2 separate regions of the Mus musculus genome follow, and region 1 is linked to region 2. A link is a contact called in public HiCAR-type data. All regions are on one chromosome and are shown on one strand. The core of a region is the stretch at or near the end of the contact, and the rest is flanking DNA. Distances in the headings are between cores, read along the strand shown.

Region 1 (7,157 bases), core at 4,086-6,585, 1.7 Mb before region 2:
GGAATGCATTATGTATTGTGAGATGGACATGAGCCTTTTTAGAGGCAAAACATTATGGTTTGGAAATCTCCCCCTACCCCAAGTTTTGTTTTCTAGCTAGTGGCATTGTTTTTTGGAGGTGATAGATTTTTTTTTTTTTAAATTACATTGAATGGCCGGGTGTGGTGGTGCACACCTTTAATCCCAGCACTCGGGAGGCAGAGGCAGGCGGATTTCTGAGTTCAAGGCCAGCCTGGTCTACAAAGTGAGTTCCAGGACAGCCAGGGCTATACAGAGAAACCCTGTCTCAAAAAAAAAAAAAATTGCATTGATTTGTATATGGTATGTGTGTGTGTGTGTGTGTGTGTGTGTGTGTGTGTGTGTGTGTTTACTTAAGCCCAGAGTCCCATATATCTTAAGCATGTGCTAGGCCACAGAACCACTCCTCTAAACTCTGATGTGAGATTGTCATTTCTCAGAAAATTCAATTTTTATCCCCTCTTGTGGTTAGTTTGAATTGTCAATTTGACACAACCTGAAATCACCAGAGAAGAGAGTTTCAATGGGGGACTGTCTAGATCAGATTGACCCAGGGGTCTGTCTGTGGCGAATTGTCTTGATTATGTTAATTGGGGTAAAAGATCCATCCACTGTGGGTGGAACCATTCCCTAGGCAGGAGACCTGTATATGACCTGAATAATAGTGGAGAAAATGAATGGAGCACAAGTAAGCATGCATCCTTTGTTCTCTGTTTTTGACTGTGGATGGCCCTCAAGCCTCTACTGCTGTGACTTCCCAGCTGTGATGGGCTATAACCTGGAACTCTAAGCTGAAATAAACCCTATGATATGCCTGTCAGGGTTTTAAATTATAACAACCAGAACAGAAACTAAAACACAGGTCCACTGAAGGTTAGGCTATCTTATTTCCACTGAGTTGTCATTATGTGTTTAACAGTTTTATACATTTATATAACACACACACACACACACACACACACACACACACATGTATTCTTTTTCATCCTCCTCTCACTCCTCAAGTAGCCTATAAAAATGTTTGCTCAATCTCTGAGCATATTACACAACTCTTGACCTGTGGGAAGGACCCTTGACTTACTTAAGAAAAGGCTACCCTTTCCAGATAAAGCCTGGGTGGATCCAGCTGTGGGCTCTGTGCATACTGCTTTCCCTCTGGCCTCCTCCCCTAGGCCTTTGAAGTGGATGCTGGACATTCCTTGTGAGAAATCTAAGAAGGAAACTAAAAGACAGCCACTGCCTACCAACTGCCTGCTGCCAACTTTCGTGGGAGCCTAGCTCTTGGAGTAAAGCTTTAAAGATCATTTTTAAAATGTATACCGAATTTTCTAGGGCTTCAAAAGCTTTTTAGTTTTCTGTTGGGCCAAAAGGCTAAACAACGTGGAGTTGCGGGAAGGTCTCTGGAGGATTGAGGAAAGAAAGGGGATGGGCTAAAAAAATCACACCTCGGGGCGGGGCAGAACGCTGTGGATGTAAAGTCCCCTCTGCCCCAAGGCTCCTGTATGGAAGGAAGGCTTTCTCTCCAGCTGGTGGTTCTATTTTGAGATGAGCTAGAAACTTCAGGAGGTGGGGCCCAGCTGGATGAAGTATGGGGGCGATGATCTGGTCTTGAAGCAGAGGATGGAAGACTCCTGGACAGATAGAAGTGGGAGGAGAAACAAAAGCAAAAGAGGCAGAAAACAGGTTCGAAAGATGAGGGCCTGGTCACTTGTGACCTTGTGCAAGTTGCTTAAATACTCTCGGTTATAATTTTCACTTCTGTAAAGAATATATATTTATTTCCAGTTTGGAATCTACATGAAATTTACACACACACTTTCTGACACGAGAAAGGTACTCAATTGCTGAAGAGTTTTAGTTTCTTTATATAAATATAGATATATTAGAAATAAGGGAGATTTGAATGAACTAAATTTGTTAAGTGAGATTTTCTTTTCTTTTTTTTTTTTTTTTTAAAGATTTATTTATTATATATAAGTACACTGTAGCTGTCTTCAGACACTCCAGAAGAGGGCGTCAGATCTTGTTACAGATGGTTGTGAGCCACCATGTGGTTGCTGGGATTTGAACTCCAGACCTTCGGAAGAGCAGTCGGGTGCTCTTACCCACTGAGCCATCTCACCAGCCCGAGATTTTCTTTTCTTAGAAAGGGTTTATATAACAGGTACCCAGCCACAAGGCATTCTGGGGCAAAGACTGATGAGAGGGGACTTGCAGACTCTTGAAGGGGACTCAATAAAGAGTACTTAATTTGCTATTCATATTTTGAACTAAATGCGAAGTGAAACAAGGGAGCGAGCAGATGGAAGCCAATAGATGGTACTCGGTAGTGGTTGATGGTACCCCAAGAATGAAGCTTCCCTGTATGAGGAATGGGACCCAAGTGCTCAAATCCCAGCCTTGATCAGCTTCCTAATGGTTTTAGGCAGCACCAAAGCAAAGCAGCTTTTCCTCTGAGAAGGATATTGCTCCGAACAGATGAGAAAGTCCTAAATGATACCCCAGTTCTTCCAAACTCACCAACTAGGCCAGTTCGCGCCTCTCGCTGGAGGAGTTTGCAAAGACGCCCCTCACAGGTGTTGTGCTAACTGCGCTTTATGTGGTAAAGAGAAAGGAAGAGTTAGTCACGCAAGAGCAAACCGGCTCTGGGTTTGTATGAGCAGCCAGCACAACTGAGAGAGTTAGGGACACTTTAAAATGGGCTCCACCGCAGAAGGAAAATACGAGGGAGTGTTTGCAAATGTCTAAAATCTGGATTCCTGGGGCAGCAGGTGGAATGGGGTTGGGGTGGGGTGGCATGCAGGACGGACACGACTCCCTTTATATAAGGGATCATTTATATAATTTGTAAATTACAGACCAATCCTTATAATGATAAAGTGTACCCTTTAAGATTCACAGAATGTTCTCAATTTTCCTGAATATTTGTCTCCAAAGTTAATCTGTGTTAGCAGCCCAGCAACTATATGTAGTAGAGGGAAATAATCCAAGAACATAGATAATAGCAAGATGTGGAAAGGCAAACTAAGAAGTGATAGGCCGGGCATGATGGCACACACCTTTAATCCCAGCGCTAGGGTGACAGGAGCAGGCTGATCTCTGTGAGTAAGAGGCCAACCTGGTCAACATAGAGTCCCAGGACTGCCAGAGAGACAGAGAGGGCCTGTCTCAAAAACAAAAAACAAAAAATAGCAAAACAAAACAAAAACCAAAAGTGATAGGACTTCTCTGCCTTTGCCTCCAGGGTTCTGGGATAAAAGATAAAAAATCCTGACATTTTAATAATTGTTATATTTAATACTACAGCTTGCAAAAATCCTTAAAATTGATCACTGAGGAACAGTATCTAGTTTCCCTCAGAGATGGGAGATTCCCAACCCATCCCATCCCATTCCATCCCAAGAAAGGTTCTGTGTGCCCTCAAGGAAGATGCTCACAGCAAAGCCAGCAGGGAACGGTGAGGTACACAGTGGTCTCTCATATAGGCACTGTCTCTCATGTGGTTCCTGGAGGAACTGAGAGAAGGCTAAGCCAGGGCCCCTTCCTGGCTGTGGGCCACAGTCGTGGGATCAGGAAACTAGAACTGAAGCCTTGAGGCGGTGTTGCAGAAGACAAACAGCTTCCTGGCTTTTGCACCCATCTGACTAGAGCCCAGGCCCTAAGGACCACTATCTTCTACTCTGATGGTGTGGAGAGAGTAGAGGCTCATTCTGGATGGATGATGTGGGCTCAGAAACCGAGTGGGACAGAACTTAACTGGTCTGTGTTTGAGCAAACCAGGTGATATGACAGAAGGTGGTGACAAAGCAGAATTTTCTAGTTTCTATTTTTTAGAGCAGCAGTTCTCAACCTGTGGGTCATGACCCTTTGGGGGTTTTGAATGATCCTTTTACTGGGGTGGCCTAAGACCGTGTTGGTAAAAACACAGATATTATATTACAATTCTTAATGATAGCAAAATTACAGTTATAAAGTAGCAAGAAAAGTAATTTTGAGGTTGGGAGTCACCACAACATGAGGAACTGTTTTAAAGGGCCACAGCTTTAAGAAGGTTGAGAACCACTGACTTCTAGTTATAGGGAGAGATAAAGTCACAGCCATCCAATTTCTAACGTGCTGTTTTCCCCATCTGTGTGTGGGGACCCCTGAAGGGCAGAAGAGGGCACCCTGATTCCCTAGAGCTGGAGTTGAGGCAACTGTGAACCACCTAGCATGGGTGCTTTGGGGAGCCAAACTTGGGTCTCCTAGAAGAGCAGCAAGCACTCTTTAACTCCTGAACTATTTCTCCTGCTCCCCCACCTTTTCATAGTAGATAGGTTCAAGATGTCTAATTATAGAGACCAACATATAATAACCCACCAAACCTTGTGGGGCTTGTTTTATCTACAGTTTCACATCTGTCAGCAAAACATTTCATATCTAAATCTAGGACTTGAAAGACTGCATGCCACTGTAACAGGGAAGAGTAATTACAAGTGTACCATTGTAACTTTCAAAAACCAGTCTGTGCTCAACTATTGCCTCAACGTTCATATATGTGCAGGCTTAGAGTTGATGGGGAACACAATATGTAACTGGTTAATATAGCTGAGTCTTTTTTCACTTTGGAGTCTTCTGCCATCTGTATCCACTATTTATTTGTTCAAAGACATGCCTCCTTTTACTTAATATATTGTCTTCGTTCTTCAAGGCTTCATAAAAATCTCGTCGTATGGATACTTTATAAGTTAGTTTCACAATGTCCTGTCGTTGGGTAGTTATGTCCAGCATTTTCTTAGTATCCAATTAGTACCTGTGTCTGAAGACTTGTCTATTTGCTTTTTTTTTTCCAAAATTTTAAAATCATGTGTGTGTGTGTTTGCACAGGTGTGCCTGCATGCCTATGCCTGAGGTGGTCACGTGCCTCTCTCTTGACCTTGTTGGTCATGAGATGGAAGTCAGGTCATGAGCCTTAGTCATAAGTATCTTTACGCCCTCAGCCATCTCTCTCTCTCTCTCTTGGCCCTACTTGTTTGTTTCATTAAGAAAATCTAGGAGAGGGACTCAAGAGATGGCTTAGCAGTTGAGAGCACTTACAGATCACTTGCTGGATGAAAGAAACTTTCTCACTCTCCTCCCCAATGTTTTTCTTTAAAGATTTCTTTCTTTATTTATTTAGCTGTTTTTAGACACACCAGAAAAGGGTATCAGATTCTATTACAGATGGTTGTGAGTCACCATGTGGTTGCTGGGAATTTTACTTGGGACCTCTGGAAGAGCAGTCAGTGCTCTTAACTGCTGAGTCATCTCTCCAGCCTCCCCAGTGTTTTTCAAATGGCCTGCTTCCTTCACTTCTAAATCTGACTTGAATTTTAAGTCTCCAAAATGACGACGATGCCTCCAGTGAGTCCTGAAGTCACTCTTTACAGCACTCAGTAAACAGTGCCTCTCAGAACCACAAGCTCAACTGGAAATTGATGGTGTTCAGGGTTGTATAGCAGGTTAAACTGGAAAGTGTCCTTTGGCCTCAGTGACCTGCCTTTCTGGCTTGATTAGTCTCTAGCTTGAGCTGAAAATGAAACTCTCTTAAATGATTGAAGACAACTGTGGGGAATGTGTTCACTCCTTTGATGGCTGCGCTCGAAGAAGAGGTTGACAATAACATCTACATCTTCAGAAAGGCAGGCCAATTCCGCAGCTTCCTGGGAAAGCCACCCAGGAATATGAAATGGGATTGAATGGGGTAGGGTAATGATGAAGGAAGGTTGACAGTGAGTTGACAATGATGGGACTTAGGTGTCCAGTACATTGTGGCTTGTTTCTCTCTGATTTGGGGGTGTGTTTAAAAATTCATTGCCACAATAAAAAAGGTTAGAAGACTTCTCGCAGCAACATGGCCAGCCCATGGCCCTGTGCCCACGAGTAGAACTTCTTCAGTGTAGTATGTGCATCTCTCAAAGCAAACGTGGATGAAGGAGATGTCATAATAGATCACTGTAATGGGGGTGTTTTAAAAATAGTAAGTCTTTGGAGAGATTTCAAGTGATAGTCCATAGGGGCTTATACTCCATTCACTTTTTAAAATGTAATAAATGCATCATAGGGGAGCAATTTAGAAGGACAGTTATAGCCCCCGGGATGCTGGAGGATATTGCCTTGGACACTCTACCAAGGGAACCACTTTTGTATGGCAGTCTTTAAAACCGAGATAAAGGCCTACAGGATGGCTCAGTAGGCAAAGGCACTTGCCACCAGGCCTGATGAACATAGTTCAATTCCTGGGACTCACGTGGTAGAAGGAGGGGAGAGAGTTGACTCCCAGAAGTTGTTTTCTGCCTCCACGTGTGTATTGTGGTGCACCTTTGCCTTATTGTATAGCAAAATTAAAAAGTAAATAATTAGAAAAATTAATTGAAAGTAATGCATAGACCTCTAATTAAAAAAAAAATGAGGGGGCTGGTGAGATGGCTCAGTGGGTAAGAGCACCCGACTGCTCTTCCGAAGGTCCAGAGTTCAAATCCCAGCAACCACATGGTGGCTCACAACCACCCGTAACAAGATCTGACTCCCTCTTCTGGAGTGTCTGAAGACAGCTACAATGTACTTACATATAATAAATAAATAAATCTTTAAAAAAAATTTAAAAAAACAAACAAACCAACCAAACCAAAAAAAAAAAAAAAAAAAAAAAAACCCGAAAAAGTTTAAAAAAAAAAAAAAAAAATGAGGGGGGTTGGGGATTTAGCTCAGTGGTAAAGTGCTTGCCTAGCAAGCCCAAGGCCCTGGGTTCGGTCCTCAGCTCCGGAAAAAAGAAAAAAAAAAAAAATGAGGGCTGGAGAGATGGCTCAGTGGTTAAGAGCACTAACTGCTCTTCTAGAGGTCCTGAGTTCAATTCCCAGCAACTACATGATGGCTCACAACCATCTGTAATAGAATCTGATGCCCTTTTCTAGTATGTCTAAAAACAGCTACAGTGTACTCATAAATATAATAAATAAATGTTTTTTAAAAATGAAACAAGGGCTGGTGAGATGGCTCAGCGGGTAAGAGCACTCGACTGCTCTTCCAAAGGTCCTGAGTTCAAATCCCAGCAACCACATGGTGGCTCACAACCATCCTGAATATTATCTGACTTCCTCTTCTGGTGTGTCTGAAGACAG
Region 2 (7,775 bases), core at 1,183-3,682:
TTGCCTGACTCACAACTCTTAATCCTCTTTGTATTGGGACTTAACAACTGTCTCTTGGCACCACCAACTGAAATAATTTCTTAAAGATAAACAAGGAGAGAACACACCTTAAGGAAGTCTAGGAGTGGCTCTGAAAAGAAAAACGTGATTTTGAGGTTGAGCGTCTGCGATTAACAAGAGCTCACAGATAATACTGTTGGGTGGTTTTCCAGAAATGGACACAATCCTCATAACTCTTAAAGAGACTGCAGTGGATATTCTATTTTATAGATGAAGAAATGGAGACTCATGGCAAATCATCTAAGCTATGATGGCCCATAAACAGTATGACCAGAGAGCTGGCTCCTCTTAATAACTCACAACCCAAATCCCTAGGCCTTCCTTGCCACTTACAGCATGTCGCTACTTTCTTTATAGACCTGGGGACCATTTCTGCTACCATTTTTATGTGAACATTCTACAACAGGAAATAGTCTGGAAACCTCATGCTACAGGTGCACTACTGTCTTAGATAATAGACAAGAATACCCAATTAGTTCATTACTATTTGTAGCTAGTAACTAACTGACTCTGCAGCAAACCGTAAGAAAATGAAGCTCAGGTTGACAGCACGAGTGCTAATTACAAACATTAGACCTAGATATCCATCAGAAGCCATAGCACAAGCTCTCCTCGCTAGAAGATTGCTTGATACCTCCACCAAAATTTTAATATTGAAAAGTTGACTTTTCAGAATTATCCAGTACATCAACACCAGTAAAAGAACAGCTAACTCTTCACTACCTCTGGGGAAACTACTTATGGGATCCTGTGGGTGCACAAATACATTGTCTAAAATGAGAAAAACCTGGTTGAAACCATGTTTGTCCTTATAGAACTCACAACGTCAAACACTTGATTCCTCAGTGTCCCCTGATAAGATGATCTACATTGAAGCACTTTTAGCATTTTACCATGCACAGACTATTTTAGTACTAATTATTCATAAACTTGAAAATACTGTTTTCCGAATGGAGTATTTTATCCAGACTTTCTAATAGTATATTCTTTTCTTATTTCTACAGAACAGAAGATGAAAGAGAGGAATGTGCGCTGCATACAGGTAGCAAACACACTGCACCCTGAAACTCATCTTTCCGGATTCTCCAGGCACTTGCTCTTCTTCCTTTTGACCTTTGCTAATGCCCACTTAAATATCACATGATGCCTTTCCTCTAATAAGTCATGCAATGTTTTATCAGCCTAACAGAGAATCCTTTAAATTTATACACACTCAAAATACACATTCTTAGACATACTAGTAATCTCTTTAAAAGATACTATAGTATAGTTGTGGAAATAATAATTGGATATACCCAAATGAATGGGTCTCAAGGCAAGCTCAGAAAGATGAATCCAGGTAAGAATTGCAGTTTTTCTCTAACTCTTTCTGGCACTTTCTATGCAATAATAAAAAAAGAATGGCCTCTTAGAAATGCCCTTGTTTTCCCTGATGTATTATTAATAACACTTGTGTTTTTCTTTCCTATACCGCAATGTATTGCAATTACACTATAACATAACAAAGATAGCAAGGTGGCTTACTTTTTTAATACAGGAATTACTACTGAATATTAAAAATTCAGTTGCAATTGTATTCAGTGCACTATTTGCTTAATTAAAAAAGGCTATTGTGTAACTCTTTCCTTAAACTTGTTCTCAAAGTACTAAACATTCCGAAACAAGACTACTGGCCAGCCTCACCAACTGAAGGACGAGGGTGGGGCAGCGGCCCTGACAACTGCCTTTTTCCTCAATTAGGCAAACACTGAGATCTGCTTATAAATAAACCACTAGCAAGGCAGTGGGCAGATGTACAAAGGAGATTCAGTCCCCGGACCTACAGCGCAGAGACCATGCTGAAGACACGGTGGAAGAAAAGAGACACCAGCTTCCGCGCGGGCGGGGATCCCCCCACGCGAGGCCGAGCCTTGGTCCTCACTCCAACCGAGGAGGGACCCACCCTCGGAGCACGCCGCGGGCAGCGGGAAGAAAGGGGCCTAGCGCCCGCAGAGGGCGGCAGAGACCCGGGTGCGGCTCGCGGTTTCCTCCCCGCAGTGCCTTCCCGGAGCCAAGAGCAGGACAGAGGTCGTCCGGGGTCCCGGGCGCGGCCATCGCTCCCTGCGGGCTCTCAGGTCCCGTCGGGTCGGGTCGGGTCGGGTCGGGTGGGTCCCAGGCCCGGCCTCGTCCTCCGCGCCCAGCCCCGCGCGCCCCGCCCACCCTCTCGGCCCCGCGCTGCGCCCCCGCTTACTTTCTGCGAGTCCATGGCTAGGGACTAAGCCCTCCGGGCCGAACTTGTCACCGGAGCTGAGTGAGAAGCTGGAGGAGCCTTAGAGACCCGCTACCTCTGCCGCCGTCAGCCTTGTCCCGTCCCGCAGAGATCCCGCCCGTCCGCGCCCAACCCGCGCGCGCGCCGCTACCGAGCCGCGGTTGCCAGGGTGAAAGGGCGGCCCGCGGGAGGGTGGGGTGCGAGCGCGCCACGCATGCGCATGCGTGCGCCGACACCCGCACCGGCGGAGAGGATGGAGCGCTGCCTGGCCGCCTGCGTCTTCCTTCTGCAACTGCTTCTTTCTTTGCATCCTTTTTCCTGTGCCATCGCTGCGGGCCTTGCAATGAACCATTGGGCACCCAGCAGCCAGGTCGTGCGGAGAGCCTGGGAGCTAGCTCAGCCCGGGACGCATCCTTCACCTGCAGCGTCTCTCCACTTAGCCTTGGTAGGCCAGGCCCAGTGATCCAGCTGGAATAAACACGCTAGGATGGAGAGGCCGCGGAAACATGTGGAAGGGTCTTCAGGGAGCGTGGTGGAAACCTTAAAGGGCTCTGGGACAAGGGGTAGAAAGAAGTTACAGATACGTGGGTATGGGACCACATGGGCTTTGTTGCCTGGTCAACCTTGCCCTACTAGTATCTTGCTACCTTGTAAGCAAGTCTTTTTCCGTGACCTGTGTCATCAATGAAATAGAATGAATGCAGACCTCGCAGAGGACAGCTTAAATCCTGTGTTTGAACTCCCCAGAGCATGGAGTAAATGAGAGTGGGACAGCACATTAGAATCTGCTCAGGACGGGTGGAGCTGGCAGTGCAGACCAGAAAGCTTGGGGAGAAGACTTGGAAAGGTTCTCCAGAAAGGCAGGCTTCATCTCCATTTAGGTGACTCAAGAAAAATTCTTCTGGGTGTTCACATCCTAATGGAATAAAAGGGAAACGAGTATGAATGAGCCTTACGAACCGGTTCTGCCCTTCTACACAAATCCTCAGTGAAAAGGCCTGCTTCTCAAAGAGCTTACAATCTAAGGTGGGAAATGACAATACAAATCCATGAGGCTGTTAGAAGAAAAGTTTGTAAGAGAAATCAGGGAGGAGGAAGATAGATCAGTGGGCAGACATGAGTACCAGAGTCTGTATACCCAGAACCTGGTACCCACATAAAAGCCAAGTGACCACAGACACACACCAGCACACAGGTGCCCCCACTTGTGTGCCCACACATTGTAATACCCTCGACCAAAGCACACACATGAAAAAATTAACAAAGGAGGAAATTGCATGAGGTAAATGGAAGAAATAAAGTAAACAATTAAATTGCACAGAGTTAATAGACTCCGAAGAGGTGGGGTGCAATTTCCTGACATTACGCAGGAATGACCTGGGTAAGGGTTATATGAAAGGGGTTGAGGAAGAATATCTAGTTAGAAGGACAGTTAAGAATCAAGACCTTGGAGAGGCAGGAGCTGTTTTAGATGAATCATATTTACACTTCAATGTTTTATGTTTCTACTAGAGTCCAACGACACTGTGGTTTCTTAAGATCAAAACTTCTTTTACCACACCTGTATTCTGACCTTAGCAAAGAGCAGGCCACACACTGTGCACCCAATAGACCTTTTTTGTTTGTTTGTTTGCTTTGCTTTGCTTTATTTTTTCTGGAGACAGGGTGTATAGTCCTGGCTGTTCTGGAACTTGCTTTGTAGACCAGTCTGGCTTCAAACTCACAGAGATTCTCCTGCCTCTGCCTCTTGAGTGCTGGGATTAAAGGAGTGCACCACCACCACATGACCCTTTCTTACCTGAACAGAAATGCAAGGTATATGATAAAAGACACAAAAGGAAACATGGTTTAGACAGGGCTAAGGAAACAATGCTCGCAGGCCTGGCTGGGGCTTAGGAGAGGAATGCCCAGCTTCACTCCTGCCAGCTGAAGGGAGGCTGGCATGCAGTCCTTCAGAGGAGCCAGCTCTTGATATCAAGGGAAGGGACTCTACTAGCCAAGCCCCCTCAATTACATGGGGGAGATGTGACAGAAGCCAGGTCCCCAACCACTGACCCAGGGCTGGTGGCTTGGAGGGCTGATCTCAGTGCTGAAGTGGAGTCATTTTCTATGGCTGAGAAATGCAACCTGCAGAGGAGAGGACATCAGAGGTCAAACTGCCACCCTTGACTGACACTGTGGACCCATCACGAAAGGACGGAAAGAGCATTTGGTCTCATCTCCAAAGTTTCACCCCACTTCCACCAGAGGCAAGCTCCTGGGCAAGGTTTGAGTAACAAACACCACCACGAGGTCAAGAAAGTGGGTTTGGGAGACACAGTCGCCCTGCAATGTGATCACCAGACTGTCACAGAGCCACACCCTGGGAGCTCATTTCTGGCTCCTTGCCCCAGTCTCTGTAGCTCTTTCCTTTCAGGCCAGCCAAGCAGCCTGTGGATTTTGACAACAGCTGTACCCCATTTGACTTCTGCTCCCAGCAGATCTCTGACTCTGGTTTGACGTCTGGCTTCCTAGGACAGCTCACCCATGACCATTTGCTAACCTCGTTCTCAGCACCCAGTTCCTTTGGGCTATGATTTGTGTCCCCTCTAGCCTTCAAAGTTCTCTCACTACACTCCCTCACCAAGCCAGGCAGTTAGGCTGCAAACCCACCCACTGAGCCTTTGGACTACAGGCAAGCCCTTGCCTTTCATGTACTTATCTTAGCATACCAAATGAGTTTAGGAAATGTTTTTAAAGTAACGTTATTTTAAAGCAGTTGTTCTTAAATCTTGACCTCAGGACCGACTGCATCAGCATCATCTGATAACTTCTTAGAAATGCAAGTCCTCAGCCTTTTCCTCAGAATCAACAAAACAGAAACTCCAGGGTCGGCTTCAGTAACCCTCCAGATGGTACTAGCATAGCTAACCCTTGGGAACCATTGAGAGGAAGAAAACTGCTCTTTAAGGGGGGTGGGGGAGGGGCAAGGGAATCTGGAAAGATGGCTCAGCAGTTATGAGCATTGGCTGCTCTTCCAGAGGACCTCGGCTCAGTTCCCAGCATCCACATGGCAGCTCAGGACTGTAACTCCCATTTCTAGGCAATCCATTGCCCCTCCCTGACCCCTAAAGACACCAGGCAATCATGTACTCAAACATACAAGCGGGCAAAACACTTGCACATATAAAATAAAAATTAAAAAGTCCTAAGAGAAGAAAACAAAGGGTCTAGAGAGATAGCTTTGTTGGTAGAATGCCTGTCACCCAAGCATGAGGACATAAGCTTGATACCTAGCACTGTCCAGTGTGGTGGCATGCCTGCAATCCCAATGCCAAGGAGGTAGAGAGAAAAGGATACCAGGCACTCCCAGGCCAGCCAGCCCAACCTACTCAGCATGCTGCAGAGTTAGTGATCATGCCTCACGTTTTCAGTGGAAAGCAATTAAACAGGATGATGCCTGATACCAACCTTTGGTGCCCATACTCGTGGTACACAGATTCACGTGTGCCTGTTGGACCTGTGCATACCTGTCGCACACAAACATGATACACTTCAAAGGGAAAGGGACAGCAGGGAGTAACGATATACATTGTTTCCAAATGTGAGCTTGTGGTTCTGAGATGCTCATGTAGTCAGGGCTACCTCATGGAAGCTTCTGGCTTTCCCTGAACTGCTTGCTTTCTGATGAAACCCCAAGGCAGGATCACCTCGTGAATGACACCGCTAACGTCTAGCAAAACTGCCCCACGCCAAACTAGGTTCTTTGTCCTCTTTGAGAGATGTTAGGTACTCCACGCAGGCCTGAGCTTCCTGAGGAGTTCTGGGAGAGGAAGTTCCGTTCTTCTCCATGTATCTGACAACCTTCCCCTTTGAGGATCAGGCAGTTGGATCTACAGGCACCACCAGCTAGCTACACTTGAATCCTGATACCGCCGCTGGTCAGCTCTACAGCTATCAGTAAGCTCTGAGCTTCACTGTGGCTTCATTTCCTACGGCATGGCATGGGGACCATACTTTGCCTTTTGCATTTAGTGAGGATTAAAGGAGACTGTGTATGGAAAAACATCTGGCTTAGTGGGCCTGTAATGAGCAGTGGCTGCTATGATCGCTACACTTCTACACAGCAAGTCCTTCAAGGCTACTCTTGCATAGTTTTTTCTCCACTTGAGTCTTGGAGCCTTAGTAAACCTGTTCCCATTCCAACTCCCCTGTTCTGTGCGATCCCTGTGTTTTCCTGATGCCCATCACCGGTCAGGTGCAGCCCTTTGTTAAAGCCCCAAACGTTCACCCATCACTCCCTGATTAGTGACCCAGGTTTTCACTTTTCCAACCCAACCTAGTAAGACAAGCCTCTCCAAGCCTCTGTTTCTTCAGTTGTGAAACAGGCTCATGGCACCAGCTGCAGCTGATGAGTGGATTAAGTGGACAAGTCCGGTCAGGTGATCAGCTGTGTCTGACACACGATAAACATCCACAACAGCACCCGTGCTTAGTCTCACTTCTCATCCATAGACACCTCATTTTGTGCTTCCTGCTTCCTTCTAATGAAAACCCAGATTCACCCCGCCCCCCAAAGCCCTGGAAGCCTAGGCACTCAGTGTCCGACAGCAGCTCCTACAAAGGAGAGGTTGGCTCTGCCCTGGAGGAGGCTGGCAGAGAGACAGAGCAGTGCGGTGGCCTAGCTCACACTTAGAGAGCAAGCATAAGCCTGAATGGTGGAGAACCAAAGAAGTGTGAGAAGCACAATTCAAGCACCAGCTCACAGCCTAAACGGACACATGGGATGGATACAGTCACTGACTTCTGTCTCCTTGGGGTGAGTACACAGAAAACGATGTCATGTTCTCTAGTATCCCACTGGTAGAATCCACTCCCACTGCTGGAAACCGTAGGAAGACAGGTTTCCTTTCCAAATGTCCACAGTCCTACAGATACTGGCTGACTGGATTGGAGACCTGCTCCACAGAAGGTGACAGCTGATAGTATACACCTGGTATAGCCAATGGCTGGAGCGATGATAGACCATAGAGCAGCTGTTCTCAACCTTCCTAACGCTGAGACCCTTTAATACAGTTCTTCATGTTGTGGGGACCCCCAACCATAAGATTATTTTTATTGCTACTTCACAACTGTGATTCTGCTACTGTTATGAATTGTAATGTAAATATCTGTGTTTTCCTACAGTTTTAGGCAACCCCTGTGAAAATGTCCATCCCTCTTCATGGCCAAACTTCGGGTGGTTCAACCCCCTAAGAGGCCATAACTCACAGGCTGAGAGCTGCTGCCCTAGGGAGCAACCTACTACTTTTGTTTTGCTAACCAGGTATGTTGTCAAACTGTCTTCTAGTGATTTGTGTGTTTACCCATAGATTGTCGATGCTCTCGGCCTCAGCCAAAGACACTCCTTTGTGCAGGGGCAGCAATCAATTTAGAGAGTTATAACTAGTCAGAGTGCTGAGGGTATGTGACTGCTAAGGACTCAGCC

The links. HiCAR-type assays count read pairs that join an accessible place to other places.
Region 1: a contact with region 2 is called in a HiCAR-type map of astrocytes, with 4 times the contacts expected there. The contact joins the enhancer-like site here to the promoter of Fsd1l in region 2. A contact is called at or near these places in 4 of 39 promoter capture datasets (hippocampal neurons, liver and pre-B cells) and 1 of 115 datasets of contacts at active chromatin or transcription factors (astrocytes).

Annotation. Positions count from the first base shown.
Region 1 is chr4:55,324,144-55,331,300 of GRCm38.p6, reverse strand. No RefSeq gene overlaps it. Among named protein-coding and RNA genes, the nearest start is that of Gm42290, 20 kb to the left of the region's middle. Within about 2 kb of position 5,335, at least 58 of the 459 cell types and tissues checked have an H3K27ac peak or open chromatin away from gene starts, as enhancers often do. A contact at or near this core is called in astrocytes, where this site is marked.
Region 2 is chr4:53,626,128-53,633,902 of GRCm38.p6, reverse strand. Fsd1l (fibronectin type III and SPRY domain containing 1-like) reads right to left here and starts at 2,432. Exons shown (of 13, transcript NM_001195284.1): 1 at 2,291-2,432. The coding sequence starts at 2,305.